Linked DNA regions of Mus musculus: regions 1 and 3 are each linked to region 2. The links are chromatin contacts, called in public Hi-C maps. All regions are on one chromosome and are shown on one strand. The core of a region is the stretch at or near the end of the contact, and the rest is flanking DNA. Distances in the headings are between cores, read along the strand shown. Region 1 holds the start of Cct7 (chaperonin containing Tcp1, subunit 7 (eta)). Region 2 holds the start of Abtb1 (ankyrin repeat and BTB (POZ) domain containing 1). Region 3 holds the start of Rbsn (rabenosyn, RAB effector).

The links. Hi-C and Micro-C count contacts between places; a contact is called where the count stands out from the background.
Region 1: a Hi-C map of regulatory T cells shows a contact between it and region 2, with 10 times the contacts expected there. The contact joins the promoter of Cct7 here to the promoter of Abtb1 in region 2. A contact is called at or near these places in 2 of 39 promoter capture datasets (liver and pre-B cells), 9 of 484 Hi-C or Micro-C datasets (CD4 T cells, CD8 T cells, memory CD8 T cells and 4 more) and 1 of 9 other capture datasets (liver).
Region 3: a contact with region 2 is called in a Hi-C map of CD8 T cells, with 7 times the contacts expected there. The contact joins the promoter of Rbsn here to the promoter of Abtb1 in region 2. A contact is called at or near these places in 2 of 484 Hi-C or Micro-C datasets (CD4 T cells and CD8 T cells).

Annotation. Positions count from the first base shown.
Region 1 is chr6:85,449,883-85,452,925 of GRCm38.p6, reverse strand. Cct7 (chaperonin containing Tcp1, subunit 7 (eta)) reads right to left here and starts at 1,421. Exons shown (of 12, transcript NM_007638.4): 1 at 799-1,421. The coding sequence starts at 804. Pradc1 (protease-associated domain containing 1) reads left to right here and starts at 1,624. Exons shown (of 5, transcript NM_001163427.1): 1 at 1,624-1,813. The coding sequence starts at 1,747.
Region 2 is chr6:88,840,644-88,843,786 of GRCm38.p6, reverse strand. It overlaps Abtb1 (ankyrin repeat and BTB (POZ) domain containing 1), which reads left to right and starts at 1,852. Exons shown (of 12, transcript NM_030251.3): 1 at 1,852-2,018; 2 at 2,887-2,949; 3 at 3,022-3,077. The coding sequence starts at 1,963. Podxl2 (podocalyxin-like 2) reads left to right here. Exons shown (of 8, transcript NM_001347327.2): 7 at 101-280; 8 at 811-1,230. The coding sequence ends at 1,020. Gm15612 (predicted gene 15612) reads right to left here and starts at 933. Exons shown (of 3, transcript NR_045880.1): 1 at 691-933; 2 at 1-306.
Region 3 is chr6:92,213,601-92,216,461 of GRCm38.p6, reverse strand. Rbsn (rabenosyn, RAB effector) reads left to right here and starts at 1,592. Exons shown (of 12, transcript NM_030081.3): 1 at 1,592-1,751.

The DNA.
Region 1 (3,043 bases), core at 172-2,671, 3.4 Mb after region 2:
GTTTCCAAGTCTGTCTGGCATCTACGCATAGGAAGAAGCTGCAAAAGGCAGACAAAGGATTGACACTAAAAAGCAAAACTTAACGAGTGTGCTGATGCCAAACGCACAGGATTCTGTCTTGGAAGTTGACATTGCTCACTAACAACTCAGGTTTATCACAGGGGAACAGGGGAGGTATCTGACGCTGTCGGGGATAAAGGGTGATGCAGGAGGATTACAGGCAGACCTTTAAGAGACTCTCCTGCCTAAAGTACTCAGGTCGTCCCATCTTTGGTACTGTGTACATCAATTGCCCTTTTCCAGCACCAAGTACATTCGGGAGAACTAAAAATGCCCCCAACGAACAGGTTCCAACAGGAACGAAGGATTCTGTCTTTCCACATGCGGGAACGTAAACGACCACAATGCCAGGCAGGGCGTCACTTGGCCCAACCTAAAGACCCTCACGCTGCCTCTGTGCGCCTAGAAGCTCGCGCCTTCACTTCCGCACCTCCCAGGGCGATGTAACCCGGCCTTATGGTAGAGGTACAGAGCTCAACACACACTCGGTTCCGAAAACCCAAGCCTCCATTACGGGGAACAGGCTGAACAAGAGGTCTGTGGTCCCAAGCACCATGAGATCCATGGTTTCCAGGCCCAGCGGCATCGCGAGCCCCATTCGGCTCTCGCCAACAGCTTCAGTTTTGGATCAAGGCCGCCTCCGGCCGGGGAGCGGAAACGAGCCACTGTAGACACTCCGCATGGCGGGCCAGGGCCGCAGGGTCGTGGATGGCAGCGGATGCGCGGAGAGACACTCACCATCATCTTGGAAGCGGCTTCAGGTACCCGCAACTCGTCAGTTGTCCGCCTCGGGGCCGCCCACCCAAGCCCACAATGCTCCGCGCCGGAGAAATGCCCAGAAGCTTCTGGCGAGACGTTAGCCCGGGAGAGGAAGGGGCCGGACCACTTCCGCCACTCTATGGTTAGCTCCCGAGGTAGCCGGCTAGAGGAGTCGGAGGTCCAGGGACGCTCTAGGAACTCGCGTTAGCTTTGGCGGGGGTCATCGAGTCTCGCAGTGCTTTTGGTTTGTAAGGTGCGGTAAGGTCCCGCCTCAGCCCGCGCTCCCAGACGCCATGGTAGACGTGCAATGAGCTATCAGTACTGAACACCGGCTAGGAGAAGCACCTTAGGTGAGTGATCTCACTGCACCTGCTCAGCTCCGTGGCGAGGGAGCTCCGTGAGTTTCACAGGTAGCTTGGGAAGTTGGGAACAGTGTCCCGGGTCACAGGTGCGCGGCCCGCTCGGGCGCAGGAAATTTGCTCGGGTCGGCTTCTAGCTCTGTAGCGCCCCTTATCGGCCGAGGCGGCGCCGTGCCGCCTGCCCCTTCGCGCGAGGCCCGTCTCTGCCTGGGGAGGAGAGCCGTGGATCCCGCGCAACCCCGCGAGCCGCCCACCGCAGGTTCCGGGAGGCGCGTCTATAAGGAGGAGTGCGGGGGCGGGGCCGCGAACTGCAGTTGCTATTAAGAGTTTTGGCCAATCAGCGCCCGGTTCCACTTCTCCTGGCCAATAGGAAGTGGCCTAGGGCGCAGAGGAGGAAAGTGCGGCCACACGAACAGGCGTGGCGGCCAATCAGCCGCTGGCCTCCGTTCTGTGCTCCAACCGGCGCGGAGAGCGGGCCTGAGGGAGGCCGTGGCAGCTGTCAGGCTAAAGTCGGGCGAGGGATCGCGGCGGGACGGCGGCGGCGGCGGCGGCGGGACGGGCCCTGGAGATGAGCCGTGGCGCCGCGGGCTGGTGCTGTCTCGTGCTCTGGCTGCCCACGTGCGTCGCGGCCCACGGTGAGCGGCGACGGACAGGCGGGCGGGGCGGGAATCCAGCGTGCGCGCTTCCCGGGCTGGGGGCCACGGGTCACCTTGGGGACCCCGCGAGTTTGGGCCGCCCAGATCCAGGGACTAGACGGCTGCAGCGGGTGGATGCTGGTTCCCGGGTCAGTGAGTAGGCACAACCTGACAACCCCACCCCTCCCCGTCGAAACAAGAGCTTTCAGCTTTCCTCCCACTGAAGGCGACCCTGGTGACAGCTAGAGATCCAGAACGGAGGATGTGAGCGTTCTTATAGGCAGGAACACACATATGGGCTCACACGCACAGGCACCCACTTACACAACTCGAACATAAATGTACACACCTACGCGTTAAGTGAACACATGCATATACCCGAAGCTTATTAGATAAGCACATCAAATGCCAGACAGGGGTGTGCTTGTGGAAAGGGTTGCCTGGTGTTAATCCAGAAGGCTTCCTGGGGGGGGGGGGGGGTTATCCATCTGATGAAGTGTACCTACACTCAGGACAAAAAGCTGCAAGCCCCCTTAGCTCTGTCTGAGCTGTAATTTGGACCATAGACAGGATCAATTATAGACACAGCAATTGGATTGACTAACAGACCTGAGCTTCCATCCATCAACATTTACTTGCCTTTCTGGCAAGTTTAAAGAATCCAGGGACTCAAATCCAACTGAGAAAAAATATCCTAGCAAAGCTCTCGTGGTTTTTTTGGCCATTCTCTTGTTCAGGACAGCAGAGCTGGGCAGAGTTCTTTGTTTAGTAACCTTTACTGAGCAGCCACTGTGTCCTAGGCACTGGAGATTCATCTCTGTATAAAGCCACATACTTAAGGCTGGAGAGGTGGTTCAGTGGTTAAGAGCACTGACTGCTCTTCCAGAGGTCCTGAGTTCAAGTCCCAGCAACCACATGGTGGCTCACAACCATTTGTAATGGGGATCTGATGCCCTCTTCTGGTGTGTCTGAAGAGAGAGAGACCGTGTATTCACATAAAATAAATAAGTCTTTTTTAAAAAGCCACATACTTAGAATCACTGCTGCGATGAAAGAAGCTGACATAGAATATTATGAATCCACCATAATTACAGAGGAAGTATTAGCTGGGAGAAAGTATATTTTGAATGGGTGGAGGAAGGATAAGGCAGCATCTTTCTGAGAAATGACAGGTAAACTTTTAGGAAGACCCAAAAAGATAAAGACACTGAAAAGCCAGTACAGCTTTAA
Region 2 (3,143 bases), core at 603-3,102:
TATGCCCCTCTATGCAGGTCCAGGCCCCAGGGCTGTCAGGGGCTCTAACTCACCCTTGGAATGTTAGCTCTTAGGGCTTTCCTGATACCCCCACTCTTAGATTGGCATCCAGAACTACTCCACCACCAGCAGCTGCCAGGCACGAGCCACCCAGGTGCGCAGTGACTACGGGACGCTCTTTGTAGTGCTGGTGATCATTGGTGTCATCTGCTTCATCATCATTGTGCTTGGCCTACTCTACAATTGTTGGCAGCGCCGGATGCCCAAGCTCAAACACGTGGTGAGTAGGCCAGGGAGGGCTTAGGACTGTAGGGCAGAGTGTGGCTAGTATCACCCAGTGCTACCCAAGAGCCTCACCTAGAAACCTGTACCAACTCAGTTGTGCTCAGTGCCACCATCTACCCTCTCTGAGCCTGGTCTTCGAGGAGATACACAGTGAGGGGGAGTTAAGTCTCACCAAGGGATCCCTCCTCTCCTCCAGCTCTTCCTAACCCCAGTGCCCCATTCTGCAAGGCTTGAGAGCAGCTGCTCCCCTCAGTCCTAGAAGCCAAAGGCTCCTGCAACCTGCACAAGAGAAAGGGGGCAGGCCCTGCACATTCTGCCCTATCTCGTATGCTTTGAGTGGGCTGTCTCATGTATAATGCGCTGTTGGAAGGGATCAAGTGACACCAAGGGGGTCACAGGGTTTACCTGCAGAGGTTTAGGTTTGAGTTGCAGGCACTTGTATCCTGGGCCCCAAGGGAGTAGTACCCTGGGGGCTTGGCGTGGCCAACCACTGTGCGCGCCTAGCGCTCTCTCCTGCTGCTGCAGTCGCACGGTGAGGAGCTGCGCTTCGTGGAGAACGGCTGCCACGACAATCCCACGCTGGACGTGGCCAGCGACAGCCAGTCGGAGATGCAGGAGAAGCAGCCCAGCCTGAACGGTGGGGCCATCAACGGCCCGAGCAGCTGGAGCGCGCTCATGGGCAGCAAACGCGACCCTGAGGACTCGGACGTGTTCGAGGAGGACACTCACCTGTGAGCGCCGGGCCACGGGCGCGAGACTGCCCGACGCCACGGCCCCGCGCCCCTCCCGGTCCTCCACGCGGACCACTATGCTTCCCCACCGCAGCAGGCGACCGCGGCGCAGCTCCCACCCCGCCCTGCCCGGCCCCGAGCGCTTGCCCGAGGCCAGCGCGCTCCCCGCGCCAGGACTCCATTAAAGCCGCTAAGACGCGCGGGCCGCTCCGCCTCCACGCCTGTTTTTTGCCTTCCGAGGGCTGCACTCCGGGGAGTGGGTGGGATGGGCCTGGAGGAGTAGGTGGGGCAAGGGAGGCTGGCTGGGCGTGGCCAAGGACGGGTGGGCTGGGAATTTCATGGAGTTTGTGGGCGTGGTTAGGGATATGTGGGCGGAGGGTAGGGAGTATAAGGTCATCTGGGTGGAACCAGGCCGGGTGGGCTGAGCCTGAAGTAGGCTGGGAAAAGTCCTGGTGGGCGAGGCCTCGGCCTGATGTGCGGGACCTGAACCGAGCTAGACTCAGGACTGACAAGCGTTCCAAGCCTGTGGGAGGTGCTGTTTTCAGAACGGATCCCAAGAAATGTGGGCGGGGCCTGCAGCGAACTGCTCTTCCGGTGAAGCTCTTCTGAGGAGGCGGGGTCTTGGTAGTGAGCTATTCTTCGGGCGAGTGGGCGGAACCTGGGGGAATTGAGTTGTCCTCTAGACGGGTGGGCGGGGTGAAGGCTAGAAGTCCCCAGAGGCTAAGTGGGCGTGGTTAAGGTTACTGGGTGCGGCCTTGGGGAGCGGCCTTCTGGATGCGAGGGCGGGGTTCGGGCCGGACGGTCCTCCGGGCGGCAGGCGCCGCTGCGGAGTCGCAGGCGGGCATAGCTAGGCCGTGCCGCGAGGGGCGGGGCGGTGAGTGTTTACATCCGGCCGGGCACAGACGACTCCCGAGATCACTCGGCCGGGGGTCCAGTCTCTTTCGCCATGGATACCAGCGACTTGTTTGCCAGCTGCAGGAAAGGGGACGTGGGCCGTGTGCGGTGAGAACCTGAAGTGCAGGAGGCGGGCAGGCGTCCGCAGGGCTTATCGGGCACGGGTGTGGGGTTGGGCGCCGTGGGGCTCCCGAAGCTGACCGAGTCAGGGAGATCGGGCTCTAGGTCCCTTACTTAGCTCGGTGCAGGGAAACGACTCCTCTCCGTGGAGGTTCCAAGAGGCGCAGGCGCCGCTGGTGCAGCCAGTTACCAGCCTGGCGCCGAGACCGTGATCTCCGTGGGCAGGCAGGGAAGAGAAGGATCCTGACCCTTTTCTTTGATAGACTCCTTTCTCCCATGGCCCTTCCTTCCAAGTCCCCTGGTCCTCAACAGATGTGACCAAGCTGCAGCTCTCTCCGACACCAGATGCCACCTCAGAGTTAATGATCCGTCCCTCAATTTGAATGCAGCTCTGAGAGTTCAGGTCTTGCCTCAGATAGCCTCCTTGGGCTGCCATGTCCCAGTGATCGCTTTCTGGTTCATGACCTCTTCTCCTCAACATTTTATCAATTGTTTTTTCCACTTCTTCCATAGATCTGTTCTGTTCCCCTCCTTCCCCGCCCCCAGTGCCTGCATCAGCTTTCTTCTGACTTCCCTGCCATTGGCTCCCCAGGCTGAATTAGGGGCCCCATCACCTTCTCTCTCCCAGATATTAAAAGACCAAATTCTCAGCCTTCTGAACCTGGGGCTTGGCCTCTGTCCATGAAGCCATCACCCAACTCACAGTTGCAGACCCTTGCAGACCTGTGTAGTCCCAGGCCTTACCCTTCTCAGAGGCATTCCCTAGCCCAGAGAGATGTGGCCTCCTTCCCCTTCCTGGTTGTCTCTCTCCCAGATGAGAAGCAATTCTGACCCAGGCTTTGAACTTCCTGCCCAGGTACCTGCTGGAGCAGCGAGACGTGGAGGTGAACGTGCGGGATAAGTGGGACAGCACCCCTTTGTGAGTGTGAGCGGTGGGGTAGCTGGGTGGGCAGGGTGGGCCTACCCTACTGACAGCTTCCCCCTTTCCTAGGTACTATGCCTGCCTCTGTGGGCATGAGGAGTTGGTGCGCTACCTGTTGGCTAATGGTGAGAGAGGGTCAGGGTCTGCCTGTAAGCTCTGAGACCTTGCTCCATGTTTGTATGCACCCTTGA
Region 3 (2,861 bases), core at 343-2,842, 3.4 Mb before region 2:
TTCATTTCATCTGCACAAGGAAGTAGAGACTGTGACCACCTTCAGACAGTCATTCCCAGAGTCAAATGGGTCAAGTGCCACAGCCATGCTAGGCTGGGATGGAGGCAGGAGGGATGGAGGCCACTTTCTGGTTCCAAAGACCTGCATCTTCCCTGAAGCTCCCACTTCTGGGGCCCAGGTTACTGCAGTCTAGATGGTGTGCTGGCTATAAAGCAAACAGACCTCAATAACAGATGGGTCTGTCTCTGTACCCTGTGGTTGTTGCATGGTACAGCTAGGTTCAGACATGACTGATCTGCCATACTGTCTTTTGTAAATTGCAGGGGCTATTCCTGGTTGTCAACTTGACTATATCTGGATGAACTACAATCCAGAATTGGGAGGCTCACCAGTGATCCTAATCTGGAGGCTGAGATAGAAGTTTCTGACCTGAATCTTGGCATGGAGATCTTGAGGCACAGTGGCTATGAATTCCAGAAGATTAAGACAGGAAGATCTCCAAGTCAAGGTTATCTGGGATTAAAGGTGTGGTGGCAGACACCTTTAATCTGGGCCACACCTTTTGCTGGAGACCTATATAAGGACATTGGAAGAAGGAAGATTGACACTCTCTTCTTCAACTGCTTGCCTTGTGGGACTGAGTGACTGCTAGATCCTTGGACTTCCATTCACAGCTGCTGCTGACCATTGTTGGGAATTGGACTACAGACTGTAAGTCATCCACCAATTCCCTTACTATATAGACTATAGAGTTCTGTGACTCTAGAGAACCCTGACTCATACATAAATGCCACTTATTTTGCAGAGATCTAGCTACCCTCATACTTTTTTATGCTTTTTTGAGATGGAGTTTCATGTATCCCAGTATGGCCTTGAACTTGCTATGTAATTGAAAATTAACTTAAATTTTTGGTCCTCCTGCCTCCATCCTTAGAGTATTGGTGTTACAGGCATGGGTGTGTGGTGGAAATTGAGTCCCAACCAGGATCAATTGAGCCAACTTCCAATCCCTGACACGACTCCTCAACGTCTCTACTTTCTTTGGCTCAATTTCCACGTCTTTCTGTCTCCTCAATGTGCTGAACATAACTTAGTCTCTCGCACTCAGAAACTTTTTTTTAACAACAACAACAAAAAAGTAAAAAAACAAAATTTTGTATGTGTGTTTTGCCTGCATGTCTGTGCACCACATGTGCAGTGCCCATGGACTCCAGAAGAGAGCATATAGGTAGCAGACAAGCAGTTTTTCAAACCTGGGTCCTTTGGAAGAACAACCGCTGTATTAAGGCATTTATGCAAAAATCTCAGAAACTTTTTAACGGTCTCTAAATAATGTTAGCGCTGCAGGCACATTATTTAAGAGCCAAAGTCTCAGTTTCCCCACCTATAGGGTGAGTGAAGGGCGAGTGTAGGGTTTCACATCGATGTGTTGCTAGGACCTGAGAGAACTTCGCAGTTTACCTCCTCCTACTGGGCCCGCCCCGTTGCGGCAGCGCCTGCGCAGCATCCTCTTCCAGGTTCAGTGCGCTCGAGGACTCGGCGCTCGACCGCCGCGTGTCAGTCTGTCTTCCGGTTTCTGCCCGGCGCGCCTGTCGAGCGCCGAGCCACTGATGGCGATGGCTGCCACTGGTCTCTGAGGAACCTCGTAGGCCGGCAGTCAGAACCCGAGGTGGAAAGGCAGGCTGCCGACTGCCTGTCGGAAGCCGCAGGGAGTGAGAAAGGGTGTCGCAGAGAGCGCGGCGGTGGCTGAGGTGGGTGTGACGTGTGGTTTGAGATGACGATGCGGTCGGGAGATGAGGCTTTGCGGGCCTCGGCGCCGCGCGGGTCTCTGCCCGCGCCGTGACGTGTTGCGTGATGTCCCGCAGAGTCGCGTCCCGCGGGTGCGCGTGGCCGTGCGGATCTCTACAGAGCCCCCCGGCTGGGTTTTTCAATCCAGTCTGGAGGCGAGAGTTTGCACAACTGGCCTTCTGGTTGCGGCATCAATTGCGGTGGTTTGTGGTGGCACCTAATTAAGTGACTTTATGTTAAGGTCCCCCACTTCATTCGCGGAACCCTATTATCCCGCTCTCCGAGTTCTCGTGGTGATGGCGAAAATCCCAGGCTCTCCTTCCCGGCTGCTGTCTTGTGTTAGTCACTTCACTTGTGTATAGGCTATGGCACCCCAGGCAGCTGCTGTGAAGGCATCCTGGAGGGAGCCTGCCTTGAGTAAGGGGCGTTTCTCCAGGGTGAGAACTGAGCTGCGATGTGTGGCCAGGGTGCACGGGGACGACTTCTGTTTGACTTTTTCTTCAGGATGAGTTGCAGGCGGGGAGGAGGCAGCTGTCACACCCAGAGGATCCTGTCAGCCACTGGCTGGGGAGAGAACCGGTCGGACCTGAGGCTGGCTGTTTAAGTGATGCCTCAGATGCTTTCCGGGATGGGTCTGCATGTGTGTAGTCTCTCGATTTATTTATTTAATCTCAAGACAAGGGTCTCACTATGTATCTATGTCTGGCCTGGAACTTGACATGTAAACCAGGCTGGCCTCAAACTCACAGGTATCTGTCTGCTTCTGCCTCCCACGCCTGTCAAATTTCTTAATTAAAGGAAATAACAGGCACCTAGCGTCCTGTTTAATTTATTTTCTGAGTTGCTGTCACCCTTCACCTTTGAGGACCAGATGGTACCCTCCTCTGTGCCCTCTGCAGCACACCACAATTCTAGCTACACAAACTCCCACTCTGTGCTGTGATATGTGGCCTCTAAAGTCTTGGAAACAGATTTCTTTGCTTCTGTGAAATGATTTTATCCTTGTTCTCAATGGTTAGGAGTCTTTCAGGGTCACATCAACAGTGACTTTGCTGTAGTCCAATAAGACAGAA